Regions from separate parts of the Zea mays genome. Here regions 1, 3 and 4 are each linked to region 2. The links are chromatin contacts, called in public Hi-C maps. All regions are on one chromosome and are shown on one strand. The core of a region is the stretch at or near the end of the contact, and the rest is flanking DNA. Distances in the headings are between cores, read along the strand shown. Region 1 has its middle 10 kb from the start of LOC103640108. Region 2 has its middle 20 kb from the start of LOC100275248. Region 3 holds the start of LOC100280334 (vacuolar-type H+-pyrophosphatase5). Region 4 holds the start of LOC542116 (superal 1).

What was found. A called contact is a pair of places that touch in the nucleus more often than the background predicts.
Region 1: a contact with region 2 is called in a Hi-C map of tassel, with 4 times the contacts expected there. The contact joins two enhancer-like sites. A contact is called at or near these places in 2 of 25 Hi-C or Micro-C datasets (ear and tassel).
Region 3: a contact with region 2 is called in a Hi-C map of ear, with 2.0 times the contacts expected there. The contact joins the promoter of LOC100280334 here to the enhancer-like site in region 2. A contact is called at or near these places in 2 of 25 Hi-C or Micro-C datasets (bundle sheath and ear).
Region 4: a contact with region 2 is called in a Hi-C map of leaf, with 4 times the contacts expected there. The contact joins the promoter of LOC542116 here to the enhancer-like site in region 2. A contact is called at or near these places in 8 of 25 Hi-C or Micro-C datasets (bundle sheath, ear, leaf and 2 more) and 2 of 3 datasets of contacts at active chromatin or transcription factors (leaf and seedling).

What each region holds. Positions count from the first base shown.
Region 1 is chr9:99,847,304-99,850,003 of Zm-B73-REFERENCE-NAM-5.0, forward strand. No RefSeq gene overlaps it. Among protein-coding and RNA genes, the nearest start is that of LOC103640108, 10 kb to the left of the region's middle. Within about 2 kb of position 1,433, at least 19 of the 20 cell types and tissues checked have an H3K27ac peak or open chromatin away from gene starts, as enhancers often do. A contact at or near this core is called in ear and tassel, where this site is marked.
Region 2 is chr9:99,686,943-99,689,671 of Zm-B73-REFERENCE-NAM-5.0, forward strand. No RefSeq gene overlaps it. Among protein-coding and RNA genes, the nearest start is that of LOC100275248, 20 kb to the left of the region's middle. Within about 2 kb of position 1,354, at least 13 of the 20 cell types and tissues checked have an H3K27ac peak or open chromatin away from gene starts, as enhancers often do. A contact at or near this core is called in bundle sheath, ear, leaf and 2 more, where this site is marked.
Region 3 is chr9:99,510,450-99,513,206 of Zm-B73-REFERENCE-NAM-5.0, forward strand. LOC100280334 (vacuolar-type H+-pyrophosphatase5) reads right to left here and starts at 1,280. Exons shown (of 8, transcript NM_001153260.1): 1 at 916-1,280. The coding sequence starts at 1,180.
Region 4 is chr9:99,908,840-99,911,543 of Zm-B73-REFERENCE-NAM-5.0, forward strand. It overlaps LOC542116 (superal 1), which reads right to left and starts at 1,334. Exons shown (of 2, transcript NM_001329492.1): 1 at 451-1,334. The coding sequence starts at 1,088. The coding sequence ends at 474.

The DNA of each region.
Region 1 (2,700 bases), core at 183-2,682, 160 kb after region 2:
TATCCAATCTCCTCTATTTCCTGGCTCTCAAATAAGCCCTAAACTCCTCACAATTATTCTAGCTACAATTCCCCGCGCAGTAGGTTCCATCATCTCTAACCCAACTTTAGCATTTGCTTCAGTCCTCGGATGAAGTAGAGAAACCAGCAAATAGCTAGTTGTTAGCTGTGTTATCCGCTAAGAGACACCAGCAAATCAGCAAACATCACCTTAGAATAGTAAGAGAATTTTAATCTCTTCAATCCCCTAACTTTTCCTTGCTCTCCCAAACATTGTTCTTAAGCTGATTTACTAGGTTTAGGGTTTCAGGTTGTCCGCTGATTTTTAGCGGCTACTATATTGATTTACTAGGAGTCTAGGACGAAGGATGCGCCGACAGACGCGCTAGCTAGCTCTCACCTCGCTCGTCGGCGTGCGTGGGTAAAAACCCGCTGAGTATTACTTGCCCAAACCCATACTCGCGAAGAAAAAACACGCCCGCTAAAAAACTCATATCCATGACAGGTATAAAATTTTGTCCAAACTCATACCCATGCGGGTTTCGGGTACCCAACGGATTTCCCATACCTACTAACATCAACATAAAAATAATTCATCATGTAAATGACAATCTATACATTAATAAGCTAAGATAAAAGAAACAAGTGATAACTAATTTTAGCTTAAAATTTGTTACATGAAGTTTATTTTAATTAAAAAATATTTAATTAATAATATTACGATACATATTTATAAGGAATGTTAATTTTAAGGCGAGTTTTAAAAATCCATGGGTTTGCGGGTATGAGTAGTGGAAGAACAAACTCATGCTCACGTACCCGTTGGGTTTCCATTTGAACCCATTAACAAACTCAGGCATTGTTCGGTTAATCCCGTTATCTATGGATTGAACGGGATTGAAAAAAATTGTGAAGAAATTTGACTTGCTTGGGATTTAAACCCACCCAATTCCACTCAATCCACATGGATTGAGAGCTAACCGAACAAGCCCTCATAGGTAAAGAAATTGACTCAAACTCATACCCTAATAGATCAAAAACTCACCGGGTTTCGAGCAGCCATTGCCATCTCTAGGCCGCGTGCGTGAGTGGCGGCGTGTTACTCCACCGCGGCGCCGCACTCGGCTGCATGCCCCCGAACTCGATGCCACCCTTGCCGTACCCGGCCCATCCGATTGGTTCGTACACAGCATTTGCCAGTTTGCCAACGCCAGCTATGCCTGCGCGCATGAGAATAACACCGGCGCCGGCGGTTTCGCAGCCACACCACCATCATGCATTGCGCTTTGCGCCACCACAGCGCTCAGTTTTCGCCCGCATCCGGCGGCGGCGTGCGTGTGCGTCCGTGAGCCGTGGTGGGCCGGCTTGGGGCGTGCGAGCGCGCGTACAGCCGTACACTGTACGTTGGCCTTATGCGACTCGTGAACCCGACGGGCGGCGGCCAAATGCAAGCAGCTCTGCATGCAGCTGGCCGGCCAAGGCCACACGACTCCCGCGCGTATACCCTACCTGTCCTATCCCCCTTCCGGTGGAACGTGCGAATGCCTGCTATGCGAGGCTAGCTGCCCGTGCCCGCTTCGGTGCTAGTACTACTATCTTTTTCCCTCCTGTGCTTAGTCTACCTTTATCATTTGCCTGGCCTGGCCATGGCCACCACCACTCCTGTCTTCTTGTCGCCTTGTTCATTCCGGCATCCGGCTTGCTGCATGCATGCATGCCGCCGGTCTCTCGCACAAATCTGTGGGCGTCCGGTTTGGACGAGCGCTTTTGCTTTTAGGTCTCGCAAATCTGCAGCGTGGGAGTCCCAGTTTTACTAGAACTATATTGTATTCAAAAAAGCCAGGACCGCTTATTTAATTTGGACCAGAGGAAGTACCACCGCTGCTGAAGAGATTTTCTCTGTAGATGGTTTAGCTGATTGTTTGAGACGGGCACCTGATAGTTCCCTCTCCGTTCTAAGTAAATCAACTTCTGAGTTAGTTCTACGTTAAACTAGCTTCACCAAGATATAATAATAATCAAATTAAAATAAATAAATAAATATATCGTGTCACTACCGGACTCGTGTTCTTTGGCTACTGTCTCACAATTGCCAAATGTTACACTCGGCAAACAAAATTCGACAAACATGTTTTGTAATTGGTGAGATTCAAACTCGCAACCTCTCTCGCGCATACCATCCTCTACCAATGTACTACTACATCAATTGTATCTATATTACGTGTTGGGGTCTTGTTCTCAAATGCTATGAATTAAGAATAAGGCAACATAAAATGTTAAACGTTAATGTCCTTCGTCCGCTGAAGCATTATCTCCCTTAGGATATAATGAACTTCGGACGAAGACCATAAGCAAAATATCACGAAGGTCTTACCTTCGTGATTAGTTCTATAGAACAATGTAAACAATGCTAGAATATAAAAAATTAAAGAAATTTATATCAAAGACAGATATTATTAAACATATATTTTATTATACAAACTTAAATATTAAAACACAATATTTAAGTATATTTATACCTTTGCCTTGACAAAGAACAATAATTCCAGTGTGATGCGTCAATGATTACAGAATTGCGTGAACAGTAAAGGTGTATTGTTCATCTATTTATAGGTACAGGACGCAGCCTGTGAGAAATTACAATCATACCCCTTACAAAAGATTACAATTATGACTCAGACCCTTATGGACTAAGAAGTCA
Region 2 (2,729 bases), core at 104-2,603:
TCTCACCTAGCAATTAGACATCCGGTGCTGAAATAGCTAAATGAGGTTTGGCCGGTCGAATGTTTTAAAAATCTCTAACGTTTAAATGCATTGTTCAATTTTGTCTGAAATTTCACTTATAACTCTAGCATTGAAAAGTTGATAGTATCTACGGACTATATACAAGTCGTTTACTTTAGTTTGTCAACACAACAGTGGTTTGATTTCCTTACACAAACTTAAAAAAGGACTGCAAACTTACTCAAGTTCATCGCAGAGGTGATGTTCTTCCGGTGGTTGGTTGTTGTCCAGTACGGTTCTTCAGGAGAAACCTCGCAAATCTGCAAGAGAAGACCACTTATGAGGAAGGATGTAATTATATAGAGAATTTAAATGCCACAATTTTCAGTCAGACTAATTATGTTAGGAGGGAGGAGGAGGAAAAGGAGTCTAAAATTTATTAGGTAACAACGATAAACCTGTCAGCATCCATAATGCACACTTAGCAACTGTTTTCGTGATTATACAATTCAGGCTATCTGTGGGCAGGGCACAACAGGCGCTGAAAATTTCCAAGTCTCCACTGCTTGGGATCAATACCTTCGTTTTTCAACTTCTGAATGATCTGCCCAAGTCTCCCTTCAGAAGCATTTGATTAGTTTTTTTACCGAATGAACTATAATGCAAAAACAAATCAACTGTAATGCAAAAACACACTACAACGGCTAAAACACAAAGATGCTTTGATTAGTTTTTTGCCGAGTGAACTTTAATGCAAAAACAAATGAACTGTAATGCGAAAACACAATACATCGGCTAAAAAACAAAGATGCTTCTACATTCAGTTGCTATAAGCAGAATGGAAATAATTAAATAATTAAAAAATAGCAGCCTAAGTAGCAGAGAGCACCAGAACTGAAGAAGCTACACAGGATGAATATGAAACTAACTGAATATGTTTAATTTCTTAAGGGAATAACTTGCGTGTGAGTTGAAATGTTATCTTGACTCAAGTAACTGGATATGTTTAACTTTTTAAGAGCATATCCAAGAGAGTCCTATAATTGAGTCCTAAAATTTAAAATAAGACCTAAGTTGAATGGTTTTAAGGCCTAACAAAAATTTATGATCCAACAATGAGTTCTATAATCATTGATTCTGTTGATCTGTGGGCTATCCATCCTCTGGTTCTCATCTGATAGTTGCATTTTTCACCGGCATCTGTCCTGCAACTAGGGATCCATCGTCCATCCTACGGCAAGTGGGCAAACGCTCGTGCTGTCCTACTAGTCATGTTGCATTTGTCTACTGCCAGGAAAGAGCAAAAGGACCAGCGTCCTGCTGCATCGGCGCCACCGCGCCAGGCACGGCTGCACAGCATGGGGAAGGTGCAGCGATCATTCCAAAAGGATGCACAGTAACGGTGTCATGCACTGCAGTATAGTACTACACACTGTTGAGAAATTAGACATTTTTCGGATTAAATTCCGAATATAAATTATGACAACAATAAATAGTTTAGTTGTCTGTTCCACAATAAGTAACTTAACATGTTACTTTTTTTGGATAAAGAAAATTTTATTGCTTCAAAATAATCATAAGTCACAACTCTCTTGAAAAAAAAGTGACTTCTGCATCGCACAAGATGCACATGGTCTAAACAAAACCAACAAACCAAACACTCTAATAGTAATTAATCGTAAGACTAGATCACCACCTATGAGCGTGGGTAAAAAACTCCCTGACCATTGCTCCAAACGTTAACAGGTAGCCAAAACCAACTCCTAGAAGATAGACTTTTGTAGCACAATCTGGGAACGAAGCCAGTGGATAGCCGAATGAAGAACCTACAAAGAATTTGTCGCATTTTTACATTCAAACACAATGTTATTTCTATATCGCCAAATGGCCCAACAAACTGCTGCTGCCCGTAATACCGCTAACAATTTTAAATCTTTACTAATCCCCCTAGCCATGAACCAAACATATTCGCGACACGAGAGAGGGTAAAGATTTGTGGCTATTTGGACTATATGTCAGATTACCCGCGCTACCTGGCACTCGAAGAAAGAGATGCTTAATTGTCTCATTGTTGAGACAAAAGCTACACTTCACGCTGCCATTCCAATTTCGCGTCGCTAGATTATCCTTGGTTAATATTACCTTTTTTGTAAAAACAAAGGAATAATTTTTTATAGGGGCCTTTAGTTTCCATAATTTTTTTGTTAAGGTTGGGTACGTCTAGGTGAATTAAGCCAGGGTAAGTGACTTCACTGAGAATTGCCCATATGGTGATAGATTCCATCGAAATCCATCCTGATCATTTGATAGAACTAAAGGCAAAGTGTTGAATACATCTGCCACACTTACATGTTTATATCTAGCAATATGGTACAAACAAGGGTATTGGTCACGTAGGGTCGATGTAACCCAGCCAGATGTCCTCCTAGAACCTAACCCGAGAACCATTTCTTATTGTGAAAGTCCCAAACCTCAAAAAGTGTTGTTTCACTTTCATAAGCCCAGCCCAAAAATGGGAATCCCTTGATTTCCAAAAGGTTTGGGAGAGGGTTTTCACATTCAAGTATTTGTTGTGGATCAACTATTGCCAAGTTCCATCAGTTGTCAAAAGTCTATAAAGCCATTTGCTTAACAAAGCCTTGTTTTAAATATCTAGATCCCTAATTCCTAAGCTTCCTTGGTCTTTGGGTTGTCACAGAATGTTCCATTTCGCTAGACGGTATTTCTTC
Region 3 (2,757 bases), core at 30-2,529, 180 kb before region 2:
CTGTTGAATGGACCACAAGATCTCTGGTCCATGTGCGTCTGTTCTACGACTACGATTCCTTCCAAGTTCAGCGGATGCGGTTGAAAACAAAACTATTTTCTACCTGCTACAATAATGCAAATCCACGGAAAGTTCGTTATCGAGTTATCCTACTAGGGAAGCAAGGACCACAGGTGCAGCAAGCAACGTATCTGCTGCCTGCAGTAACTTATCCTATCCCCACAGGCCACAAGATGGTCACAGCACAGGCCACAGGATGGTCACAGCAAGGACTTATACCGGGACCTCTTGAGAACAGAGCACTGCCATTAGATCTGTATATATGAACACATCCAGCCCCACCACAAATATCTCACAAAAAAATCTAGTAGGGACGAGAAACAGTTTAGTTACCGCAATAAGGACACACGCAGCTAAAAACTATAAGATGCGCTGTGTTAAGCGGGAGCATCCGTAGTTTATTGTTGGATCTGACTGTGCAGGCACACGGCAGGAAAAATCCATGCAACAAACTAACAAACATGGGACACCATCTGATCGAGAGCACAGTTTTAGACTGAATTGCCTTAATCCATAAAACAAACTAACAAACAAGGAACACTAGCTGATCGAGAGCACAGTTTTAAACTGAACCGCCTAAAGAATTAAGAAACGCCTGAAATTCTATTCGCGCGCCTGGTGGACTCTGCACTGCAAACTGATATGAGCCATAATCGAGTAAGTAAAACTTATTAGGTTCCCGCCGCAAGCAAACAAAACAATAAAAACTGCAGAACGACCACCCACCCAACACCGAAGCAAAGCAGTCGAGCTTCTCAACCACTAAACAGCCAGAACCACAAGATCTACGATCAAGCGCCCTCGGATCCACAAAAATCCGAAAACACGAACAGCGGCATGGGCGCACAGCCTCACCTTCGGAGATGGCGTTCTGGATCTCGGCGTACTTGACGACGACGTTGTGCTCGTTGAGCCCCTCCTCCTCCTCGATGAGGTACTCGCTGGCGCCGGCGCCGGCGCCGCTCTTCCCGGCGGAGCCGTCTCCGCGGCGCGGCTCGGGGGAGAGCTTCACCTTGGAGACCAGCACCCACTGCAGCACCGCGAACGCGATGCCTACCACGGCCGCGACGGGCACCACCACCTGCGTGCCCAGCTCGGGCAGGAACGCCGACGAGGCCATTGCCCCCCGTGGAGGGATCCGGGGCGCGCGCTACGGGTTCGCTGCTCCCCAACTTTACGCGGATAATTTCGTGTGGAGTTCGTTCGAGCGCACGGCGGAGGGAGCAGAGCGGAGAGGAGAGGATGACACCGGCAGCCGCCATTTTATAGGAGAGGCGAGGCCACTGGATTCTCTGGAAGAGGGAGTGTAGGTAGGTGATGAGGTTGATGAGAAGGGTGTTTTGGTAATTTTCAGACGTTTTGGTAATTCTTTTCTTGTTTACCGTTTTCTTGTGAATTTCGGTGCTGGTTTTCAGTTCGATTTTTTTGTACAGTATACTATATATGAAATTGATGCCACCATGAATGGATGCGGATAGATGACTAAAATACTTTTTTAGTGTTGCAATGTTGTGCAATTAGAAATTGGGAATGATTGTGTTGAGTGAACGGTCTATGCTTAAAGGGGTGTTTGTTTAAGTTTATAATCTAAACAGATTATATAATCTAATAAATTTTGAACAACAAATTATATAACCCAAACAAACACCTCCTAAATATAACTGTATAATCACAACTGTGAGAAATGTCTTCTTAAATTTGTAAATTTGAAATGTTTCTAAGTAAGGCGGTGTGTAAATGTTACACCCCATCTCTGTCCATCTACAGCGTTCCCGGATAAGTTTGGATAGAAAGTGGGTAAACATTCTAAATTAATCTTCCATTACGGCAAAAGTGCCCATGCTTTTTTTATTTTCTCCAAATTTAATTGAGGGATCTCATTTCAATTGTCTTTAATGAGAGATGTTACACGAAATTTTAAAATCATCGTGTTTGTTCTTCACTCTCGAGCTTTTGACACGTATATAGATATTATGACTAGCAGATCGCGCATATGACTATGCAAAAATAAACAGACTCGCCTTTAAATGGCTAACATCTTGATCCAAATTTTCTGTGTGGGCTCCAACTGCCACAAATATATGCATATATATGGTCCAAGCCTAAAATGTGAAGCAAGCAAATCACAAATCGTGTGGTTGCCCCCTTCATCATCTTCTGGACCCCGGGTGGTCCCTGGACCGATGAGTAAATTGTCGCTGCGTGTCCCAGCCCAGATGGGTCGGCGCGAGACGGGACACAAAGAGGGAGAACAGTAAGGGGAAACCGTGGCCTTCGTGTTGTTCTGCGCCCAGGGCGGATGGATGCGCTTGCGGTAGGGGGTTACAAGCGTTCGCGTGGGAGAGAGAGAGCGAGAGCCTTATGCGCCGGCCTGTTCTCCCGCGCGGCCAACCTTCTCGTACGAGAGCCCTGGACCTTCCTTTTATAGGCGTAAGGAGAGGGTCCAGGTGTACAATTGGGGGTGTAGCAGTGTGCTAACGTGTCTAGCAGAGAGGAGCTAGAGCCCTAAGTCCATGTCGTCGTGGCAGTCGGAGAGGTTTTGGCACCCTGTTCATGTGATGTCGTGGCCGTCGGAGGAGAGCTGGAGCCCTGCGGAAGGACAGCTGTCGGGGCTGTCGAATCTTTGCTGACGTCTCCTTGCTTCCGTAAGGGGCTGAGAGCCGCCGTCGTCATGGACCACGCGGAGCGCCATCATTA
Region 4 (2,704 bases), core at 84-2,583, 220 kb after region 2:
TGCTATACTGCTTTAGGCATATACAGACAATAAAGCTCATTAACATTAGCTCTAACAGCTATATTTGGTCATTTGTAAGTGCAAGATATAAGAAAAGAACCCACAATATATATTGTTCGTCTTAGGCCTCCTTAGGAACAATGGATTATTTCTTGAATCCTGTGTTTTCCTGTATTTTTTGAACTAATTCCTGTGAAATTCTTATACCATTGCTAAGGTACGCCATTATTTGCTAAAGTTATCTGCTCTAGAGTACAACTCAAATCGCTAAAAAGCTTGGTTCAACAGGTAGTAGATATACATACCTGACCACCTTCACATGCAATTGGGCACAATTTTATAAAGCATCACACTCACGATTCACGATAGCAGTTCTTCAACAATGATCAAAGGCTACCGCAGCAAAACATAGGCTAAGGTCACGGGGGGCTAGGATGAATCTATCATCACCTGATAAAGCCTGAAACAACCTCTCAGCCGCGGGCCTTAAGCTCGGCGAGGCGGCGAGAAAGGTCATCCTCGTCGACTTTCTCCTTATCCTTGGCGGCAGGGATGGCGTGGGCGGCTGCCTGCGGCAGACCGACGGAGACCTCGAGCCCGTAGTCGTCCGCGACCTGCTGCATGAGGCTGTTGACCTCGGTCTCCGGCGTGGAGAGGGAGGTGGAGCCGGCCATGGCGCCCTCCATGAACTCGGCCTGGACCTCCATGTTGACGAACTGGCGCTCGAAATTGTCCATGGTCTCGGACATCTTCTGGAGGTTCCCGGTGGCGAGCGAGGAGTCGAGCGACTTGACGATGGACTGCATGGACTTGCCGATGACCTGCATCTTGGCCTGCGTGTCGAGGCGGGCCACGACGGCGTCGAGGCGAGAGGCGAGGCGGAGGTAGTTCATGTGCTCGGTGCGCTTGCGGATGGCGTTCTCGGCGTAGATGCGGGCGCCGTCCATGTTGCCCTTCTCGATCGCCTTCTTGACCTTGAGCTTCTGCTCCTTCTCCTCCTTCTCGCACTTGCGCGCCTGCCGCTGCAGCGACTTGGAGGTGAACTTGAGGTCGAAGATCTGATTCATCAGCTTCTCCGGGTTCCCCATGGTCGCTGGCGAGCTGGTTGGTGTCGCTAGGGCTGGGATGGGTCTGGGATTTGGCTAGGGCTAGAGTGAGATTAGGAGAAGAGCTGAGAGGGCAATTTGTGAAGGCTCGTGGAGGCGAGAAGGGGAACGAATGGGGATTTTTTGACGACGAGGCGATCGGGTTGGGGGATCGATTCGATTTTGATCTGGGCGAAGAGCCTAACACCACCACGCGGTTTGGTGCCAACACGGCCGTGCGGTGGCTGCGGGTGGGAGTCGTCGTGTGGCGACCGTGTCCTGGCCGTAGATCGTGCTACAGCGCGTGGTATAAACGTTATAGATCCGGTCAAAACCACTGCATTTAAAACTAGAAGAAGAAATATCATGTGTTGAGCAACTCCAAGAGTCTATGTATAATTCTAGCTAAATTTAGAGTTTCATGAGAACTTAAAAAAATAGACAACTTCTTAAACATTAAGGTAAAACAAACTCTTTATAATTCTTGTGGAAATCATTTGACAACAGACCGCCACTCGAGGTACCGATCCGACCGTCAAAGTACGAGATAAGGTACTACACACATACTGTATACTGCATATCTATCATCACAACATTATCAATCACTTGTCGGTTTGGCGTTGTTGTTGTAGACTGCGATTGCCAAGAAGAACTTCAAGCAACTTGAAAAGAGGTACCGTGAGATAGACCCAGCAAAGTGTGTGGCGTCGTGACCTATTTTGTTCTTTGCCTTTTTGAACTGTTGTACCGGTCAATTAGAGGCGAAGCTAGGGGGTTTTATTGGTGTCACTTGACCCCTATAAAATTTAAGAAATACTATACAAATATATTGTTAGCTAGTGTATTTAGATGATGATTAGTAAAACAGACCCCAATAACTTTATTTTCTGGCGTCGCCCCTGCGGTCAATCCGTGTTCATCGTATATGCAGGCAAGCTCACAGCCACGGGAACGGAGATGGTGAGCTGAGTGTGCTCACCAAAGATGATTAGCGATCTTAACAGGATGCCTAGCGGGAAAGAAAAGCGAAGAAAGAGTGTTGGATCGAGTTTTGAGCGCCGTTTTTCTATTTTTACCGATACTAATTGATTTAGCTAGGCTGTTGGAGTTGCTCTTATATGCTTCTAGTAAAAGCGAAAATCAATTTCAAGTCAATTTTAAAGATTTTTTTCTCTTTTCGGATTCTAACAATTCTATCGAGAATATAAGCCATTTTGTTAAGGAGCGTTTAGATTTGCTTCACTTTACAAAATCTAGCTTAGCTTTATAAAATTTTAGCCAAACATTCCAACTCTACCATAAGCAGTCAAAATCTAGTATGTATTTTTAACTCACTCTTAAAGTTTAGGTGGAATTACTCACATTTGTCATTGGTTAAAACGTTTTCTTTTGTTCTGTTCTTAGAAAAGATGACCACGACATTTATGCCTATTTATTGGTCGCCCGCTCGCCTTAGACTGTCTCCAACCATGCTACCTAAAATTAGAGATGTATTCAGTAATCTGCCTCGCGCCAGAGCACAAGGTCGCGTACGCATTTGTAACATTCTCCAACGGCAGACGCAAAAGAGAACCCCTGGGCCGGGCTGTTTCACTCGCGCGCTTAGGCGGAAGATTCAC